Regions from separate parts of the Anas platyrhynchos genome. Here region 1 is linked to region 2. Evidence: chromatin contacts called from public Hi-C data. All regions are on one chromosome and are shown on one strand. The core of a region is the stretch at or near the end of the contact, and the rest is flanking DNA. Distances in the headings are between cores, read along the strand shown.

Region 1 (5,691 bases), core at 781-3,280, 150 kb after region 2:
GGGTCCCTTCTCGTCCCCACGCACAGAAGTGGCAGCGAGGTTTCCAGCCCACTCACCAGCCTCAAGGCCAGCTGCCCCGCCACCCGCAGGGCACCCAGCCTTGGCCCAATGGGAGGAATGGGGTGAAAAGCTGAGATTTCCGTCCTGCCAGGGGAGGATGTGGGCAGAGAAGGCAGGACTACACTTCCCAGAGTGCTCCTGGCCCTGCCTGCCGCCCGGGGAAAGGCTCAGGGACCCAGCCACCAGCTCCTCCCTGCTCCTAAATTATTCTGATTATTATTTATTTGTGGTTTTTCTGCACTTAACTGCCTGCCTCGTCCACTTAATCGGGGGATTATTGCCCTACCTGCCCATCCGCCTGAGCCCGACTCATTACTGGGGCTTATTTATTAGCAGCGAGGCAGCAGCAGCGCACCCTGCGGCTCTCTCTCCTCCGGCACAGGCAGCTGGAGGCGATGGAGGGAGGCGAGCCGGGGCCACGGCAGGGCCACCGGCAGCGTCAGGGCCACCGGCAGCGAGCACGGCCACGGTTCTAGCACGGAGGTGTCACAGCAGCCTCCTCCCGTGGCTCACGTCAGCCCAGGCCACGGGACACGGCCGCTCTTGGCAAAGCGCAGGGGAAACAGCGAGAGCCTGGCTGAGCCTTCAAAGTGCTGGGGAAAGGTCAGAGGCACGGCGCTGTGCTTCTGCTTGCAGGGAGGGACACGAGCTCCTCGGCACGGAGGTGGCAGCTGAGTGGCGGCCACGTGGCAGGGTGACAGCAGCGGGTCACCGGAGCCCGCAGCGGGCAGGCAGAGGGGAATCGGTGTCCCCAAACCCAGGAGCAGCCGCTGCACCCCCCGGTCCTTATTCCGACTGCTGCTCCCGTCTGCAGGCAGGAGCATCGGGGAGGAATGTGGGACGGAGCGCACGAGCCTGCCTATGGAGCACGGAGATAAATAAAACATGGGGGGAGGCAATCAGAGCTGCCCACTCGGCCGCGGGCTGCGCGGGATGCGGCGGCTGCGCAGGGTAGGGGGGGGACCCTCAGCCGCTCCTCCCCAGCCATCGGGCCCGCGGCCCCAGCGCTGCTCGGCTGTTTGCAGCCACGTTTTGCAGCCTCAGCACCGGGGGGGATTGATTTATTCATCAGCTGCTCCATCCCACACCAGCCCTGCGTGCTGGGCAGCAGCGGCGCCACGAGCCGCGGGTGATGTGACGAGCGGCACGCAAGGCAGCGGGGCTGGCGGACCCCACGGGGGGCTCCTGGCTGGCCTGACACCCCCTGACACCCCCTGACACCCCCTGACACCATGCCAGGAGGACGAGGGACACGCTGGGGAGGGAAACATGAGCATCGCACTGCCTCAGGGCTGTGGGGTGTTAAAGCAGCTCTGTCCTGAACCCCCTGGAAGGGGCCGGGATGGAGAGGCAGGAACCCCTTTGTCAGAGGATCAGCAGCACTGAGGGACAGACCTATTGCAGGGACAAAGAGCAAAAAAAGGGACAAAAAGTCCCTGTCCCCTGCCCCTCCACTCGCCCTGCTCCCCTTGCTCAGACCACTTCACCTCCCCAGCCTTGGTTTTTGGAGACCCCCCAGCTCTTTGCACACCGGGGCGAGGCACCGGCACCCCCATGCTCAGTGCCCCCACGTCTCTGGGTGGCACCCGCACAGCCCCACAGCCAGAGACCGGCTCCAACCCCACGGGAGGGGGAATGGCTGAGCCGGGGGGAGAGAAGTGCAGGGCCCTGCTGGTGGGATGGATACGGGGGGGGGGATTCCTGCAGGGGGGGCGACAGCTCGGGAAGGATGAGCAGGAACCGGGGTGGCCAAGAACTGGGGGTACCGGGGTCGTGTCCAGGTACCGGGGGGGGGTCTGCCGGGGGCACCGCAGGGAGCGGGGACGCAGGGAGGGATGCGCAGCGGGGGCGATGCTTGGGCACGGCGGGGGGGGGACACGCGCTCAGGGCCGGGTACCGCAGGGGACTCGCCACCGGCGGGGGCGCGGGGCGGGCCGGGGGCGGGCACGGAGCCGGCCCCGCCCGGGAGGCCGTGCGGCGGAGGGGGAGCCAGCAACGGGAGCCCCCCCCCGGACCGCTCCGGCTCCCGCCTCCCTTCCGGCGGCGGCTCCTTCCCTGCGCCGGGGGTGGACCGGGCGCACCGGAGCCGCACCGAGCCGAGCCGAGCCAGGTGGGTGCGGGGCCGGCACCGGGCACCGGGCACCGGCAGCCGGGGGCGGGCCCCGCCGTGCCGCAGAGCCCGGGGATGGGCGGAGGTGTGGGGATAAGGGGAGGGGGGGAGCGGTGGAGAACGGGGATGGGGATGGAGATGGGGATGGGGATGGGGCCGGGGACCGGCCCGCCGAGCCTCCCGGGGCCGCCGGCTTATGTAACGGGGCGGCGGCCGCGGGGCTGCGGCATGCGGGCTGCGGGGCGCGCTGCGGCTGCGGGAGGCAGCGCTCGGCGGGGTCCCTGTCCCCCCCCAGCATCACCATCACCTCTTCCCCGGCTGCCCCCACTTCTGCAGCCCATCCCCTCCCTGCCCTCCGCCCCGCAGGTCGGGCGGGGGGGTCGGGAAGGGCTGTGTGTCCGTGTGTCCCCCCCTCTCCATCATCGCACGGGGATGTGGCGCACGGGGATGTGTCCCTGCGGGCACGGAGAGGCGACCCGCACCCCCTGCCACCCTCTGCTTGTCCCCCGGGGGCAGCTCCCGGTGCCCTGCCGGGCTCTCCATACACCTCCCCATCCCCGTCTCCCTCCCGGGGAGGCTCAGCCCCTCCTGGGCCACCCCTGCTGCACGGCAGCTCCGCTCCCCGGGGTGCCATCCGGCCCCTTTCCCCACCGCAGCACCCCTGCTGCGCCCCAGCACCCCCAGGCTCCATCCCCGTCCCCCTGTCACATCCCCGGGGCTGTGGCACGCAGGGCAGGTGGCTGCAGGGACCCGGGCCTGGCAGCACGCGGTGACAGTGCCACCCGCATGGCAGGAGCGTGACCGGGTGGCTGCTGCCCCCAGGCAGGCGGCGCAGGGAGTGGGAGCAGCAAAGCAGGGCTGGTGCTTTTGCTCCGGACAGGGCTCGTGGCTCGGGGCTTCGCTGCCAGCCTACGGACACCGGGGAGAGCTCTGCCGGGGCAACCCGGCCCAGGAAAATGTCTCGAAGTCTCCCTTGGCCGTGGGCTGAGCGTTTGTTTCTTCGATCGCTTCTCGCGCGCTAACATTAGTGCCGAGATGACCCCAAGCAGGCAGAGCTATTAACACCTCGCAGCGCCCGGAGGACGGTTGCGGTTCGCACCTTGGCTCATCCCTGGCTCTCCGCAGCCTCCTGCTGCCAGGCGCAGCCCGCCAGGCCCGCTGCTGCTCCTCGGGAGCCGTGCGCCGAGTTCCCCATCACCATTTTAGCACCGAGTCCCAGCAGAGGTCGGGCTCACAGGAGCGTGGCCCCGCTCCAATCCCACCGCTGGGCACTCTCCTACCCCAGCTGGTGGCAGCCAACGTGGCACCGGCCCCACCACGGGGACCCCGCTGTCCCCAAGGCTGTGCGGGCACGGGACCGCACGAGCTCCTCCTGCCCGCAGCCTCCCGGGCAGACCTTCCCGTTTGTTCCTCTGCCAGCATTATCCCTGAGTTTAACCGAGCCCTCTCCCTCCCCGGTGTTTACTCGCCGGGTGTATTTATAGAGAGCAATCAGGCCTGCTCAGCCCGGGTAAACAAGCTGTGCTCCTGCGGGCTGCGCTCGCCTCAGCGCTCCTGCTGCTCGTCCCACGAGCTTTCCCCTCCGCCTCTCCTGGCTCCACGGAGGCCCAGACCTCGTGCCCGACCTGGGCTCTCCGAGCTGTGCCACCCGGCCCCGGTCTCCCCATCGGTCCCCAGGAGCTGCCGTCACCCTGCCCGTGTCACCCTGCCCGTGTCACCCTGCCCGTGTCACCCTGCCCGTGTCACCCTGCCCGTGTCACCCTGCCCGTGCTGCTGCACGAACGCTCAGGATCATTTTTCATCTCAGCCCGGCAAGTAGGACCCGAGCCTGCCCTGGCCCAGGGACAGATGTGCAGGAAGCAGTGAGGTTTTTAAGGCTGAAGGTTTGGGTTTGAGGCACACAGGGTGGCTCAGGGGCAGGGCACAATGTGACACCTGAGATTTCTCAGCCCCCTGTGGCAGGCAGGACGGGTGCTGCTGCCCTGACGATATTTCCCCTGAGCGCAGAGGCTTTGTGCCTCTCCCCAGCACCCAGTGCCTGGCCACGAAGCTACTGCCAGCCCCGAGCAGGTCACCAGAGCATCTCCTGACACAGAAGAAAGGCTTTGAGACGTGTCCCCGCATTTCCCACCCCACACTCCCACTTCTTCCCATCCCCAGCCCACCCCCGGGTGCCTCAGACACGGCGGCAGCTGGAGGAGCTGAGCCCTGCACGGGGGGTGCTGAGAGCTGCAGGTGCCAAGCAGAGGGGCTGGGGAATCTCCAACAGCCTCACCTCAGGGCTCAGCTTCCCCCTGGGGGCTGCCCTGTGGGCAGACCCTCGGCTGGGTAAAAGCAGCCCCACCAGCACCTGCTGGGCACCCCCGCTCTGCTCTCCCCTTCCCCTGCCTCGCCTCTGCCTTTGGCTGAGGTCGGTGCCGGGACGGACAGGCAGACAGACGGACGGAGCTGCTGCAGTTCTCCCCGTGAGCCGCCCAGGTGAGAGGCAGCTCTGCGCTCCTGGCAGGCTCTGCTGGTTGCAAAGGCAGGACATAAATAAATAAATATATCAACAAAGCAACCCCGCGCTGCTCTGGCCCAGAAAAGCAGCGCCCTGCAGGGACCCGACCGGCGCAGCCCCCCCAGGACCCTCTGCACCTCCTCGGGTCTCCACGCAGGGAGTTCCCCCCCTCTGAGCAGGCTGTGGGGTTTCAGCAAAGGCCAGCAGCTGATTTACACCCCAGGACGTGGCCGGCACAGCAGGGGCTGATCCTGTCCCGGCTCAGCTCCTCTCCCGGGTGCTGAGCTGCCTGAAAACCCGGCCGCCCCCAGCCCCCAGCCCCCTGCAGCCCATCCTACCCCGCTCCGAACCTTCCCACATCCCGCAGGAGGCAGCGCCTGTCCCCAGCAAAGGTCACCTTCACGCTGCCGCCGAGCCCTTTCCAGGCTGAGCTCTCAGCGCCGCGTTTCCCGGGGAAGCAGCCGCATTTCGGGGGTCTCCACGGGGGTCCCAGCAGGGTGCAGGGGCTGGCTGCCTACCCGGTGCCCTGTCCCCAAACCCAGCGCTGCACCTGGGGGCTCGGGGTGTCCCCTACCCCTGGGGCTGGGACCCACTTCCCTGCTCCCCAGTGCAGGAGAGCATTTAATCTCTTTTTAAATAAAAGGCAGGCGTTACCCCCAGCAGCCCCCCCCGTCCCCTGGTGTCACCATCTGAGTGTGTTTTCCCCTGGCTCCCCTGCGCGTTTATATACAATTCGCCCTGGAAATTCCCCGGGGCACAGGAAAGGAGCTGGCTCTGCGTTAGGATAAATACCTGACTTCCCCAGGAACCTGCTCCCTAAATCATGCAGCCCACGCTGTGCCCGCCAGGCACCAGGGTGGCACCAGCTGCTCCGTGGGGACAGGGCACGGTGCCACCCCGACACACTGCCAGCAGCAGGGTGCCCGGGTGTCTGCACGGCCCCGTCCCACGCAGCATCCCCTGGGAGCATCCCCTGAGCCTCCCCGGCCTGCCAGGGGCATCTCAAGGGCATTCGGGGTAG
Region 2 (6,334 bases), core at 611-3,110:
CTTTTGGATACATATATACATGTATTAAGGCATCCTGAACTATATAGAATTCAAGATGACTAGAGATATAAGGAGAGACTATAATAAAAACAACTTACCAGAAAAGCAGACAAGAAACAGTAGCCCAAGAAGGGCAGCAGCTCTTGTCATCTTCACGGTGGGAAAGGCTGTGTAGTCTGTTACTTACAAATCTGTTGCTGTTGAGTTCTATAGAGATGTTTCTTTGCCTTCATGCTCCAGACTATATAAGTACATCTCCCTGACCTTGTAAAGTCATCCCATAAAGTAATTATCTGCTCTGTAAACTAACAAAACTGTATTGATTATTAAGTTGAGCCCTAAAGAATACTTGTTTGTTAGAGAAATGCCCAGAAGAATTAAACAAAAATGTGAGCTACACCCAGCTTGTTAACAAAGGCGCCCTGCTGTACAATGAGTGATTTGTACTGTCCAAACAAGAGCACTGTCTCAACACTAGATGTTGTGAAATTACATATGGAAGTTGGCAAAGCAAAAAAGCTAATTTGTTGGAAGTGTTTGAACTAGTGCACACCGTGTTACATACACTACGCAGTATTTGGGCTCTGGGAGACTTGCGCAGTACAGCAGAGTGATGAGACGGCAGCGTGGGACACCCTCAGCTTTTACAGAAATAAAATCCGGGGTTTGGCAGGCATCAGTGTCTTTTGAAGATGCTGCACAGTGAACCTCTTCATAGTCTCTTCTGTATTTTCCTGGTACATTGGATCTCTCGCTAATGGGATAGAAAGAATCAACACAACAGGAAAACGTGACCTAAAACTCCAGAAGTTTGAGACATGTCTATGTACAAGGAAGAATTATTCATCTGTTGACAATCAGCATGAACCTGATTAAGAAACAATGAGAATAACCAGCCTTAAATCTGGACATTGTTTCCTCTTAATGGCAAACAAGTGGCATTCTGTGCAGGTGAAATGGTCTTATTACCACAGTCATTCATAAAAAATTGCAGCAACTGAAAACAGAAGGTGAGTCCATACATTCCCCCCCCTTCTCTTCTCTTTACATGGCATTAAATAGAGAGTGTCATCTTCCCTAAAACATGACATTCAGCTAAGTGAAGAATAAAGGTTCTATTGAAGGTTTTTTTCAACTCTGTCATAGATTTATGACAAAACAAATATTGCATAAAATACTTCTTGAGTTGAATATAGTCAGTCACGAAAGGAAGTGAGGGACAGAACACATTTGTGTTTTAGAAGCCTGATACATGCACGTGGCTTAAAAGAAGCCTGGGTTTTAAATAGAAAATCAGAATTGTTTTTCTTATTATCCTGGGAGATGTTCAAGTCTTGGCATGGGCACATAAAATCATAAAAATGTAGCTGAAAGTGCAAGGGAACCGCAATCACAAAATAGAGCTTGCAGGCTTTGGCCTGTTCGTGTCAATGAAATCATTTTCCTGAAAAATAAATGAGTAATGTTCTTTGGATCTCATTCACAAATATCAAGAGTTGAAGGGTTCATTTAAAAGCTGTTTCTGTTGTATTCTTAGCATCCTGAGTGACGTGACTGTCAAATTTCTTGAACTGATCATAAGCATATTTGGAAGGCAAGCAGTAATCACAGAAGCATTAATATTGATTTTTCTCTAGGGAAAAGAACGCCTAAGCTGAAAATGTTTCCTCAGAATCCGTACCAGCCGTCAGAGGAGATAGCACCTGCTGGCTCTGCAGTGCTTGGTGAGGCTGCAGGAACGCAGGCTCTTCAGCCCTACAACCCCAGACCCTGCACCACATCTAGGTCTGAAAGCCCAAATTACCAAAAACCATGCTGTTCCTCTGGTTTCCCCTTCCTTCAGCCTGAAGCAAGAAACCATGCTGACCTCTCAGGGCTTTTTTATATGGCGGGGAATAGTGTCATTCTCTCGTGTGGCAGCACCTGTCCTTTGACTAACAAGCTCCACCTGGGAGACCCCCTTGCTGCTTCTGAGCATCTGAGTAGGCAGATAGGACAGTGCTGGAAATGCTCCTGTCCCCTCTTCCTCCAGCGATCTGTGCGAGGATACAGTCTTGCTACAGGGTCGATGAGAAAGGATGGGAGCTAATTGGCAGCAGCCAGGGCAGGGCAGCAGGAGCTGCGGGGTGAGGTGTGACATGGGATTGCACAAGGAGCTCGATTAATAAGAAACAGAAGGGAATGGGACAGAAGTAATTGCCGAGCAGCAGATGGGGTGACACAGGCATTAGGAACAGTGAAAAACAACTGTCTCAATACATTTGGAGGAGGGAGCTTCGGGAAATGTCATACACATGTTGCAAATGGGAAGAGGAGAGTGAAGTCACCTGTCAAAATCCCTGTGGGATATGCAAGTCCCGTGATGGTGGGTTCAATAAAGTGAGTTTGAGTATAGGATTATTTTTAGGCTCTTTTTTTTTTTTTTTTTCCTACAGATATGAGACCCACAGAAAAGGTTAAATAAAACACTTCCTGCTATTTCAAGTTCTTAGATGGTAAAGGTTATTAAAGAGGGTTGTGGCCACATGAATGGGATAAACACTGGTAGTTACGTGATGCATCCCCTTGTGTTACGGTAAATTTCCAACAATTCTGTAAATTCTACCCAACTTCTAGTACAAAATGATGTCATCCCATAACACTGATATTTCCCAGGAATTTTTTCCTCTGGTCTTGAGATTCCCTACTGCAAACAAGTCCATAATCTACCATGACCTGAAAAAAAAGCTTCATTAAATTTCCCCGCTTCAATTTAAAACTTGTCACAGGCTTCACTTGTCTACAAAAAGAAATAATATTTTTCAATTTGGGAAAAAAAAAAAAAAAAAGAGAGAAAAAAAAAAAAAAGAGAGGAAAAAAAAAAAAAAAGCTGGATGTGTGGAGGCGAGCGCTCTGCAGTCCCAAATGCAGAACTGCTGCAGGCCGAATGTAAAGCGCAGTGATCGCACCCACTGCTGCTGTGCCCCACGCAGGATGTACCAAAACAGAGTGCTATTACCGGAGCTGTGCACACGGGGGCAGGACTACATCTCCTATGAGGACGGGAATTCAATTTTGGAGCAAGCAAAGCCCCTGCTCTCAGCCGCACTCTTGTAATATTTCTCCTCGCAGCTCAGCTATCTGATTGCTGCCTGCATATCTCCTGCCGTTTAAGCACAGATGATATCACAGGCAGGAAGGGTGTCTGGAATAATTTGTCTGTCTGGGAGCCGCACGCTTACAGCAGGGCGCTGAGGATCCAGCCCCTCGCATCCAAATCCCTCAGTGCGTCCCAGCTCGGTCTCGCTGCAGCAGCTCTGACACAGCCAACCCCCAGACAGCATCACCAAGCAATTTTCTTTCAAAACATTTTATTTTTCCCCACATTGAGGAAGAACATAGTAAGAAACCGTTTATGCTGATGAAGCCTTGCAGAAAAACTGCGTTATGAGCGAGGTCTAGACTGGCCTGAGGTGTGTTTTGGTCAGTAACAAGTAGGATAATACACTAAAAGAGAAGTGTTGATATAAAATAGAGCAGAACCAAATAACTAAATGCAACGTGTTAATCAGTTTCTAGGGTAATTGAATGGCATTTCCTAAATTCACAAACATCAAATAATGGCACAGAGGGCTGAGGTACCACTCAAAGAATTGTACCATAAAACACCTCTGCAGGCAGACAATGTTTCCTGCCTTGAATTTCCTGGAGGGAGAGTTAGATTAGTAATGGTGAGAGGATATTGTGTTGTTGTGGCAGGATTTTATTGAGCAGCAACAAAAAAATCATTTTCAACAGTGCTCATGGAAGAGTCTCATCTTGCTTGCTGTCCTGCAGAGCTGCCCATGGTGCGGAGGGTCAGGGATGATGCTGGGGTCCTGCTCTGCCCCCTGCCACCTCCTCAGAAGTGCTGCATGCTGGCGCTCAGTGTCAGGATGGAGGATTTGTCCCCGTTAATTTCTGCTCACAGTTTCCCCTCAATTGCCTAGGTTTTCCTGCTTAGTGGGCATGGCCCCTGGAAGATGCTCTCTGAAGACCACTGGGATCCAGAGAGCAGCTGGGAGCTCCACTTGGCACTGAGAAAGCATAGCTTCTCGGGGGCCCTCTTCATCTTCATCTTCCTCCTCCTCCTCCTCTCTGCTGCTCTCTGGGAAGGATGACAAGCAATGAGGCTGATGACCTCTTACCTGACTGCCTTGCACAGCAGAGGGGACAAGCAGGAGCACAGTGCCTGCCACACACACCCCCAGCACTGCCACCACGCTTTGTCACGGTCCTCAGCATTGCCCTTGGTCCCGAAATGCCTCCCCACACCCAGACATCCCACCCCCAGGAGGGACATCCCAGCCCCAGGAAGGGGCTTGGTGCTGAGTGGTTGCGCACACTCACATCTTCTGGAAATAAATAGTCTCCCTCCAGAGAGCCGCTCTCTCTGGTCTCTGGAAAGTGGCACGTTGTCACTTAAGATCATTAACTATTTGGCTGTGAGACGGCTGCCTGTACAGCCCGCTGCACTGCCGGCACTTCACTGGTAATGAATAATAAATTAACGCTATGACTCTGAGCCCTTCCTTTCATCAGCCAAGATTTCCAGAGGCCCAAGAATCTCAAAGGATCCTCTACAAGTGGCAGCTGACGCAATTACCTACAGGCAGCAGCTAAGTGGTGGGTGAGGTGCCGAAACGGGCTGCGGAAGCTCCTGCTCACAGTCCTCTGAACATCACCCGCACCCCGATGAGTGTCACGAGCACAAATGCAGGCAGGCAGGTGCCCCCTGCCTGGGGAAACATCCCGTCCTGCTGCCTGGGGAGGCACAGAAAGTGACTGCTAAAAGACTTCAGCCACCTGCAGGTGTGTTTGCTACCCCACTTCCACGGGGGGAGATGCAGCTGGGAAGTGCCCTTCTTCGCCACCTCTCTCCGCACCTGCTAGGGAGGCAGCAAGTGTCTGTTTGGGATGCCCTTAGCAGGATAAATCCACTGGAGCATTGCACCAGGTTGCATCCCCAGCTCTGGTTCTCTTTAGGAAATCTGGGTGAAGGCCCTCAGAGAAACTCATTGCCTTCGGAGATGGAGCTGATTTCTTTGTAGATCAGACAATGCATTCTCTCTCCCTGTAATTTACCCATTAGTACCCACACCCCAGGACTGTTGCAGTGAAATAATCACAAAACATCTTAAGAAAAAAACAAAAAACATCATGAGACATATCATTAAAACAAGACGTAAATGCTGAAGGGTTGTTGTTGTTTGTTTATTTGTTTTATTGGGTTGAGTTTCATTTCAGGCTTTATCAGGAGCTCTCAAAGTTCAGGATGAGGTTTTAGGGCAGCCTCTGCCATAGGGAATATTGCCAGGGAGGAGTCTCCTGTCTGAGCTGGAGCCTGTTGAGGTGTTAGCACTCTCGAAGGTACAGCAACCTGAGAGTCCGACGGCTTCTCCTGCAGAGAAAGGAAGCAATACCTTAGAGACAGAACATCTGCACTTCTGCTGTTCATCCCCCCCACTGGTAAAGGATACATCACAGAGGAACTTAACCAAATCTGAACATTCTCAAAGCTATTCCAGCTCTTTCCTCTTATTGCTAACATTCAAAGACAAGATAAAGACTTAATTTAAAAGAAGAACAAATAGTCTGTAGGAAATAGATTTTATTTGCTGCAAGAGAGCTCTTCAGCAAATTACTTAACAGGGAAATGAAGATCTGTGCTAAATGTTACTTATGTTACTTCTATATACCTGAAAGAAGGAAATTCTTGGCAAATTCTCCCACCAATAAATAAATAAATAAATAGATAGATAAATAAATAAAAAGAATAATACTCTTGCTAGTAGGAGAACAGGAAAACACAAAATAAAACAACTTTACTTCTCCAACCAGTCCCCAAGACTGATTAGTTAGGTTAAGCTCAGTTGGTTCACCATTTAGTTAGTGAAGAGATTTATTTTCATACATACAGAAATGCATTGCAGAATAAACATTTGTTGGCATATGTTACACCATCAGACCCGCAGTGTGGGATGTACTCCAGCGTGCAGAAATTGCGGGGTACGACGTAGTTACTGCAGTAGCCCTGTAGATAGATGCAGTGTTGTGTTCACAAAAATGCCCTCAACAGCAGATACGTAGGAAGGGTGATGTTATGAGACACCCCCACCGCCCCTGGGCTTCCCCCAGTACTGTCCATCAGCAGACGTCAAAAAAAAAAAAGCCTAGGGACAGGGCAGGAACAGGGTGGTTTGTTCCTGCTGTGCCCTTTCAGTCTCTGCCGATGTAAAGCCTGTGTAAATATCATAAATGCTGCTGCAGTAACCGTGACAATAACTTGGATGCCAACAGAATACTGCACTATTTT

The links. A called contact is a pair of places that touch in the nucleus more often than the background predicts.
Region 1: a contact with region 2 is called in a Hi-C map of subcutaneous adipose tissue, with 2.2 times the contacts expected there. The contact joins the promoter of CPLX2 here to the promoter of LOC101798162 in region 2. A contact is called at or near these places in 2 of 8 Hi-C or Micro-C datasets (liver and subcutaneous adipose tissue).

Annotation. Positions count from the first base shown.
Region 1 is chr14:8,797,414-8,803,104 of IASCAAS_PekinDuck_T2T, forward strand. It overlaps CPLX2 (complexin 2), which reads left to right and starts at 2,031. Exons shown (of 5, transcript XM_072023269.1): 1 at 2,031-2,170.
Region 2 is chr14:8,650,147-8,656,480 of IASCAAS_PekinDuck_T2T, forward strand. LOC101798162 (double-headed protease inhibitor, submandibular gland-like) reads right to left here and starts at 1,861. Exons shown (of 9, transcript XM_005027909.6): 1 at 1,805-1,861; 2 at 99-754. The coding sequence starts at 150. LOC101798469 (ovomucoid) reads right to left here. Exons shown (of 4, transcript XM_005027911.6): 3 at 5,937-6,052; 4 at 5,212-5,419. The coding sequence ends at 5,374.